2 separate regions of the Sus scrofa genome follow, and region 2 is linked to region 1. Evidence: chromatin contacts called from public HiChIP or PLAC-seq data. All regions are on one chromosome and are shown on one strand. The core of a region is the stretch at or near the end of the contact, and the rest is flanking DNA. Distances in the headings are between cores, read along the strand shown.

The links. HiChIP or PLAC-seq counts read pairs in DNA pulled down with a chosen protein or histone mark.
Region 2: a contact with region 1 is called in an H3K27ac HiChIP or PLAC-seq map of skeletal muscle. The contact joins the promoter of TCEA3 here to the promoter of HNRNPR in region 1. A contact is called at or near these places in 3 of 47 Hi-C or Micro-C datasets (embryonic fibroblasts, retroperitoneal adipose tissue and skeletal muscle) and 1 of 2 datasets of contacts at active chromatin or transcription factors (skeletal muscle).

Annotation. Positions count from the first base shown.
Region 1 is chr6:81,237,840-81,241,879 of Sscrofa11.1, forward strand. HNRNPR (heterogeneous nuclear ribonucleoprotein R) reads right to left here and starts at 1,984. Exons shown (of 11, transcript XM_021095513.1): 1 at 1,424-1,984.
Region 2 is chr6:81,303,143-81,307,492 of Sscrofa11.1, forward strand. It overlaps TCEA3 (transcription elongation factor A protein 3), which reads right to left and starts at 1,760. Exons shown (of 11, transcript XM_021095523.1): 1 at 1,268-1,760. The coding sequence starts at 1,336.

The DNA of each region.
Region 1 (4,040 bases), core at 734-3,233:
GGTATTTTTTCTTTTAAGTATGTGTAAAGCAAAAAGACAAGTTGTGTATTAATCGCAAGACAAATATTTATGTCTACCATTCACTGCAAAGGCTCTCTACAAGGTGATTCTGAAACTGGTTGAAAATTTCAAAAAGTCTGTAACCTTAAAAAAAAAAAAAAAAAAAAAAAAAAAAAGTACAGCTATTAGAGTCCAGAAAATAAAACCTTTCATGTCAAGGAAAACCTCTCTCCAAGCCAAATACAATGTGCTCATTTTTAAAAAGATTTTTATGTCATTATGAGACCATTTAAAACTCTTGTTTTGTGTCAATACAATGCCACACAGCCAAACCATATTTCTGGATGCAGCAAATATACTAATGTGACTAAAGTCATTTGATCTACACTGTTTTGCAAAAAGTAGAAATTTAAATAAGGGCTGCTGGGACATTGGGGAAGTCTGACACTAGCCTCTCCCTGACTTTTTCTGAACATCTCGTGAAAACTCTTCACATTTAAGAGACTGGCTTTTAAAGAACCAACGAAATGAAAACTAACGGTTAACTCGGCTTAGGAGTGTCAAGCCCTTATCCTACGACTGACTCATGAGACATAAATTCAGCCTCCAGAGGACAGCAAAAATCTCAAACAGGTAGCGTAAAAGGACTGAACCCTTCAAGAACCCCAGGGCTTCAAGTTTTAAATTCTGGCAATACGGCTTCTACCATAGAAAAAAAAGAATCGCCTTTCCAATTTAGTGCGCCTGTGACATTCCTGGAATTATGTATCTCAGACGCCGCTCGAAGCCTAAGTTTCATGGCCTCTAATAGTCATTTTTTCCTTCAAATCTCGACTCGCAGCATGCAGAATGGGGGAGGGGAAGGAGGCTTTCTACACATACCCGCCTTTCGGCCTCTGCTTCGCACAAAAGTTTTCTCCCGGCTCAGGTCACTCGGGGTTTGCATCCCGCCCTCTGCCCACCCACCCCCACTCATGCCTGTCCCAAGCATCAACACATCCCACTCATAGCTAGGCCGACTGAGACAGGAGCTTGGAGGCTCCGACGGGGAAAGGCGATGGTGCCGTGGACGCCTCAGGCCGCTGGTCCGGCCCGGCCCAACCCGGCCGCGAGGAGCGACAGGCGGAGGCGGGAAAAGCGCGACCGACCCGGCAGGCCGCGCGAAGGGCGCCCGGTGGGCCGGACCGAGGGCTAGGGGTTGGAGGGGCGGGGGGAGGATGAGCGAGGGTGAGGAGGCGCCTCAGCGGGGCTAGGCCCTCAGCGGTGCGGCGGGAGAGGCCAAAGCCGCCCCCAGCCCATCCCCACCCCCACCCCGGGGCCTCGGAGAAAACCAAACGGGACGCGGTGCGGAGCCCCGGCCAGGCCCACTAGGGTCGGATCGGGGCTCCCGGCCCCTCCCCCCGCGGGCCGGCGCGAGACTCACCAGGACAGATCTGGGGCCGGCGGCCGGGCCCGTGAGAATCAGCGCGAGGCGCTTTGAAAACGACTAGAAATGGCGCGCGCGCCACCCCCTCCCCCCCTCATGGACCGAGACGCGATCCCGGCAGCACGCGGGGTTTCCCGGAACTGCTTCCAGGGACTCGGAGCGGCCGGGCAATCACCTCGCGCGGCAGCCTAAGGGACAGCTCAGAGGACCAATAGTAGTGAGAAGAGGCTCACTACTCCGGACGCTCGGGAGCCAATCGATGAAGCCGTAGGCTGAGCCAATGAGGGAACTCAGCGCCGCCGGCTGGGGCGCCTCCGGGGCGGGGGTAGGAACACAAAGGGGTCTATCGTGAAGCCCCGGGTGGAGGCGAGGCTGCGGGGCACCGGGCCCAGGGTGGCCGAGGCCCCGCCCTCCTCGTCTGCTGCAGACGCGAAGCCGAAAAAGTAGGCCTCGCGCCGCGTGGCCGCCTCCGGAATCCCGCCCCCTGCCGTCCGCGCCGGCCCTGGCGGGCCGCGGCCTTCCCGCCGCTTCGCCGCTGCCGCAGCGCTGGTGATTCCCCCGCGTGCCGCCGCCGCGGCCGCCGCGGGCGTTCGCCCCAGACACGCCCACCGCCACGCGGTCCGGCCTTCCTCTAGGTCGTCTTTGGGACTTTAATTAGAGCACGATCTAAGGATTTGGCTCGCCCGTTTTTTTCCGAGAATCTTTTCGTGTAGAAAATCATCCCTTGGAACGCTCAGAAAACGGCTTCCTCGGCTGCCTTCCACACATCCTTGGGAGCAGATCAGAATGTGGGAGAAATCGCTAAAGTGGGCATTACTCAGAAGCAGTTAAGTACAAATGACAGAGCAGGGACCTTTCTTCGCGGGGTTTGACGCTAATTAATATTCAGAAAGCAGGACAGACGTATACATCACGAACCCCAAAGAGCCGTGCCAGGAAAAGAGCTAATTCCCAAAGGAGACTAATTTCCGTTATTCTGAAACATTTCTCACCCTCCACACCTACTGGTTTGTTCCTCGTCCTCGCCTTAATCCAAACCTCTAATCCCACATCCCTTCCTTCCCTACCTCAACTTCCAACACCCCACCCTTCCCCTCCGCGCCGGAGTGGAGGAAGTCAAGCAGTGTTCCGCAAGACTTCCATATACACTTCGAGGACCATTAGATTTTCCAGAAGCTATCAACCAAAAATTATTTACTCAAAACCTATGTGCCCAGTACTGAGCTAAACATCACGGTGGATCCAACTTTTGTGTTGAGGGGTGTGAGACTTATACAAATGATGGGATCCTTAAAAATATCTTAAATGATGAGTACAAATTTAGAAGTGTCTTGGAAGAGCATGGTAAAGGGACTTTGAAGCTTAAACTTTATTAGCTTCAGATAAATCTCCCTCTAACTCAAGGGTTCTTAATCTGTTTTGTGCCATTCAACAGTCTGGTATAAGCTATGGACCTCTTAGGGTTTGTTTATTTTTTGTCTTTTTTGCCTTTTCTAGGGCCACTTCCCGCGGCATATGGAGCTTCCCATGCTAGGGGTCCAATCAGAGTTGTAGCCGTCGGCCTACACCACAGCCACAGCAACGCCATATCTGAGCCACGTCTGCAGCCTACACCACAGCTCATGGTAACGCCAGATCCTTAACCCACTGAGTGAGGCCAGAGATTGAACCCGCAATCTCATGGTTCCTAGTCAGGTTTGTTAACCACTGCGCCACGACGGGAATTCCTCTTTTAGGTGTTTTAATGCCTAAAATATGTAGCATTATCAAAGACACTATGTTGAAATACAATTAGGAGATATGTGATATAGTAATCTTTATCAAGATCTTGCAGCAGGTCAAACAGCTACTGAAATTTTAAAGCAATGAGAAGATATTTCAAGAAATGCCATAACTATAATGTGATATGAAAATGTCTGTGATTCCTATTAGTGACAGTGAAAGACACAGCTAATTCTGTGGTTTGTTGTCCACATCCACAATGGGGAAGAATGCTTAATTTCAGTAGAAAGTGAAAATAAAGATGTTATTTTTTTTCCTTCCAAATTGAGGGACCAACAAATTCCATTCAGAGACTCCCTTAGGTCAGTTTAACATAGGATAAGAACCCCTCAGCTGGATACTGTAATTAAAGTGATTCTTTTTTTTTTTTTTTTTTCCTTTTCTTTTTTAGGGCCAAACCTGCAGCATATGGAAGTTCCTGGGCTAGGGGTCTAATTGCAGCTGCAGCTGCCATACTACGCCACAGCCAGAGCAACACCAGATCTGAGCCACATCTGCAACCTATGGCAAGTGGGGGAAACTTACGGCAACACTGGATCCTTAACCCACTGAGCAAGGCCAGGGATCAAACCCACATCCTCACAGACACTTTGTCAGTTTCCTAACCTGCTGAGCAGAGTTCCTGTTGTGGCTCAGTGGTAACGAACCCGACTACTATCCATGAGGACTCGGGTTTGATCCCTGGCCTCACTTGGTTGGTGAAGGATCCGGTGTTGCCATGAGCTGTGGTATAGGTCAAAGACACAGCTCAGATCCACCATTGCTGTGGCTATGCCATAGGCTGGCAGCTGCAGCTTGGAATTCAACCCCTAGCCTGGGAACTTCCATATAC
Region 2 (4,350 bases), core at 510-3,009, 65 kb after region 1:
GTCCCTGTCTTCCTAGGGTTTCACATCACTTCCATCCTCACTGCCACCAGCAGAGACAAAAATCCAGTGACATTCCTTCCCAGGAGGTAGGTAATCTCATCTTCTTACAGATGAAGAAACTGAGGCTCTGGTCTTTACATGGACCAACTAGTTACTGCCCATGTCTACTCTAGGGCTGCCTGACACTCCATGGATCCAGCGACCCCTACCACTTCCCTGCTCCAAAACCACCCTTAGGGTCCATCCCTTTCCCAAGCTCTGAGGAGTACAGAATGTGCTGGAAAGGCTTAGATGGTGGGAAGAGGAGGACCCTGAGACAGGGCAAAGTGGGGGGACTTACCTGCTGGGCTATCCTCCCCTATCTTCCCTCTCTTGGTGAGCCACCACCCTCCCTATCCCAAGGCCAAGTTTGCTCGGCTCAGCAACCCGGCGGCAGCCAGCTTGAGGCAAAGATCACCCGGAGGATCAAACATTAACTTCAAGTCGCCCGTGCTCTGGGCTCCTGGCACGGGGCGCTTTGGGATCCGCGGGTAGGGCCGCCAGCCCTGATTTCCCCCCAACCTCCCTCCAGCTTCCCCCTCCCGCCAGTACAGGCCTCTAGCGGGTCCCTCTTCCCCCGCCCGCGGGTCCCGTGGGCGCAGCGGCTGCCCGACACCTGTTCAGCCCCCGCCTCCCCGGGCCCCACCCTGCGGCCAAGGAAAGGGAGAGTTGCAAACAGAACAGCTCCTGGAGCCTCAAACCGTGGGGTTGGGGTTTACGAGGCCCCTTCACTTTTCTTTGCCAGATCCACTCCCAGGGTGTGGGACAGACGCGGCTCAGCACCTCTCATCAGCTCAAATTTCTTTGCCCCTTCTCAGGTCACCCAGGATTTTGTTCCCCCTGGTCTCCCGTCCCGAAGTCACCACCGCTCCCCAGGCTTTGCACACGCCGAGTCCCTGGGTCTTTTTCCAGGTCCCCGTCTCTTCGCTCTTTACCGGGCGCTGCACAAGCTGCCCAGGGGCCCCAACCCTGCACGTCCCGGCGGACGTGCTCAAGCCCGGTCTTCGGGGCCCGCACGATCCTGCCCCGGCCCACGCACACGCCCACCCCGAGGTGCCAGCAATCCCCACGGGGCGCTGAGCCCTGCCTCAGCCGCACCTCCCTCGGGTCCCCGAGTCCCGCACGCGCCTCCCGGGCGCCCAGCCAGCACGCGCCCCCGGGAGTCCCGGGTGAGCACGCGCCGCGCCTCCCGGGGGCGGGGGCTGTGGCCCGAACTTTGCCGCCTCACCGTGTTCTTCCTGGCCACCATCTTCTCCAGCTTCCTGGCGATCCTTAGAAGCTCCTCTTCCTGGCCCATGGTGGCCCGCGACGCCCGGCGGGGCGAGGGGCGCAAGGGCGGCAGCCTGGCTTCGGGGGCCTGAGGCGCAACGGCTGAGGGCGCGCAACCCGCGCGGGCCGCTAACACACCCGACACGCACGCCCGGCGGGGGCGGGGGCGGGGCTCTCCCCTACCCCCCTCGGCCGCCGGCCTCCGGACCGTGGGGGAGGGGTGGCGTGCACTAAATATAGACTTCAAGGACTCGCCCGGGCAATCGCCCCGGCCAGTCGGCCCTCCCGAGAGGGGGACGAGGCTGCGAGAGCCGGCCCTTCACCTCAAGCCCGTCCCGGGAGGTTTGGGAAGGAGGACTCTCTGGCGAGTGGGGCGGCCGTCGTTCCAGGACACAAGAGGCTGTGGCGGCCAGGAGGGCGCCAGAGGGTGCTCCGGGAGCCTTGAGAAGAGTTCTGGGCCCCAGAGTCTCTGCACCGTTGCAGCTCAAAGCAGGCGGACCTAGTTCGTGCCTGTGCCCACGTGGAGGCAATTCGGTACACACGAATCACATTATTTTTGCATCATCGCTAAAGCCAGTTGTGTCTGATCCTGGGCTCACTCTTTGGCGCGCACTGCATGTATCCAGCCCTGTTGCCGTCAGTTTGGTGAACAGCTAACAAGCTCTGCTGGTGTTGCAGGTCCCACCAGTGCACGGTGAGGCTTGGGAGATTCTTTTTTTTTTTTTTTTTGCCGTTTCTAGGGCCGCTCTTGCGGCATACGGAGGTTCCCAGGCTAGGGGTCTAATCGGAGCTGAAGCTTCCGGCCTGCACCAGAGCCACAGCAACGCCGCGTCCTCAACCCACTGAGCAAGGCCAGGGATCGAACCCGCAACCTCATAGTTCCTAGTCAGATTCGTTAACCACTGCGCCACAACGGAAACTCCGGGCTTGGGAGATTCTTAAGTGTACCAAACTTAGAAAAATACTGATCCAGGAGCATGGGTGCCCTTTATTTATTCAGGGTCAGGACACTGCCTCTCCAATGGGATTGGTTCTGGAAGGGAGGAAACAGGATTATGCCCTCAAAGCTGTACACACATCTGTGCTCCTGGGGAAGGACCTTCCAAGTGTCCTCAGCAGACACAGATCCCTTCCTAAACAAGTGAGTTTGACAGAAAATGATCTGTGTGTGTGTGTGTGTATGTGAGAGGTGCTTATGGACCTGAAGGGGAGGTTCATAAAGAGTGGTCCATAGTGTTTGGGATGGGGAGTTGTGGCTTGGGGTGTTCAGTGAAATCTCCAGACTTTCCTGAGAGAAACTTAGGGCGCCCCATCCCCTGTCACAGAGTAGATGCCTCTGGCTTCTGATGACAATGTGAAATTAAAATGGAGTGATCACAGTTCAGGCATCCAAAATGGAGTCGAGTGGCCGAGAGCATCTGGTCTCAGACACATCCCCGCATCACTGAAAACTTTCTTTGAACTGTACCAGATCCAAGGACACCACCAGAGTACTCAGAACGACACCTGCCAACTACAAAACCTGATGGTCTCAAGGTCTCCCATTGGAACTGTGCAACCATTTCAGACCCCAACCAATCTTTACTTAACAAGCACTCTTACTTCTGGCCAGCTGCAATTGTAATTCTTGATAAACAACTTGTGTAACTACCTGCAACCTTGAGGTTTTTGCAGCTGTTAAGTCTCCCCCATTTTGTAGTCCTGCAGAACACAACTCAAGCTCTTCTTGAGTCTGCCTCCCAGGCTGCAGTACTAACAAAACCCAAATAAACAGTTTTGTATTTTTTACTTTTTATTATTATTTATTTATTTATTTATTTATTTTGTCTTTTTGCCATTTCTTGGGCCGCTCCCGCGGCATATGGAGGTTCCCAGGCCAGGGGTCCAATCGGAGCCGTAGCCACCAGCCTATGCCAGAGCCACAGCAACTCGGGATCCGAGCCGCATCTGTGACCTACACCACAGCTCACGGCAATGCCGGATCTTTAACCCACTGAGCAAGGGCAGGGATCGAACCCGCAGCCTCATGGTTCCTAGTTGGATTCGTTAACCACTGCGCCACCACGGGAACTCCAGTTTTGTTTTTTTTAATCAGGTCTCCATTTCTAAAATTTTGGTAAACACTTCTAACTGCTGCTGTGTGACCTGGGACCAAGGTAGTTAGGGGGAGGTTTTTCATTCATTCAACAAATACATACTGAATGTCTGAGCAACAAACAAGACAGATCCAATCTCAGCAAGGGGGACTCAGTCTAAGGGTAAGAACAACCTTAAACATCATCAATCCTGTGCTATCCCAACTGGGGTGAGGGTCAGGAAGAAATGGAGGGTAACTTACAGACGTATTTGAGGAGACCTGCACCAGTTAGGGTGTCATGTTCTCTGAGGAAATGAAGTTTAAATTTTGGGCAGAAGTGCTGAGTGGGAGTTGTGGGGAGGAGGAGGAGAGTATTAACATAAGAAGAAACATTCATTCATTCATATATTTATTTAATTTTATTTATTTATTTATTTTTGGCCACACCCATGGCATATGGAAGTTCCCAGGCCAGGGATCAGACCTGTACCACTGCAGTGTCAATGCCAGGTCCTTAACTCACTGAGCCACCAGGGAACTCTCCTTCATGGATTTATTGAACACCTACTATGTCCAGGCACTTTTAGCTCTGGGCATCCTGGGAGGAACAGAGTCCTGGAGTTCTGAATGTGCAAAGCTTAGGGAAGGGAGGGTGCTTGGCATGTCAGGGTTGAAGGAACTGAAAAATTGGTGTGGCTACAGCAGAGAGGTGAGAGGAGTGCACAGAGGGGAGGGGCAGAAAGTTGGAGATGGGTGGGGCCTGACCATGCAGAGCACTGTAGGCCACTTGTAGGAGGTTAGACTAAACCCTCTTGGCCAATCTCCAAGCAAGCCCCTCTGGGTTGAGGGGACAGCTGTCTATACTTACTTAGGATTGCCTTTTTTTTTTGTCTTTTCTAGGGCATATGGGGGTTCCCAGGCTAGGGGTCGAATCGGAGCTGTAGCCGCCAGCCTATGCCAGAGCC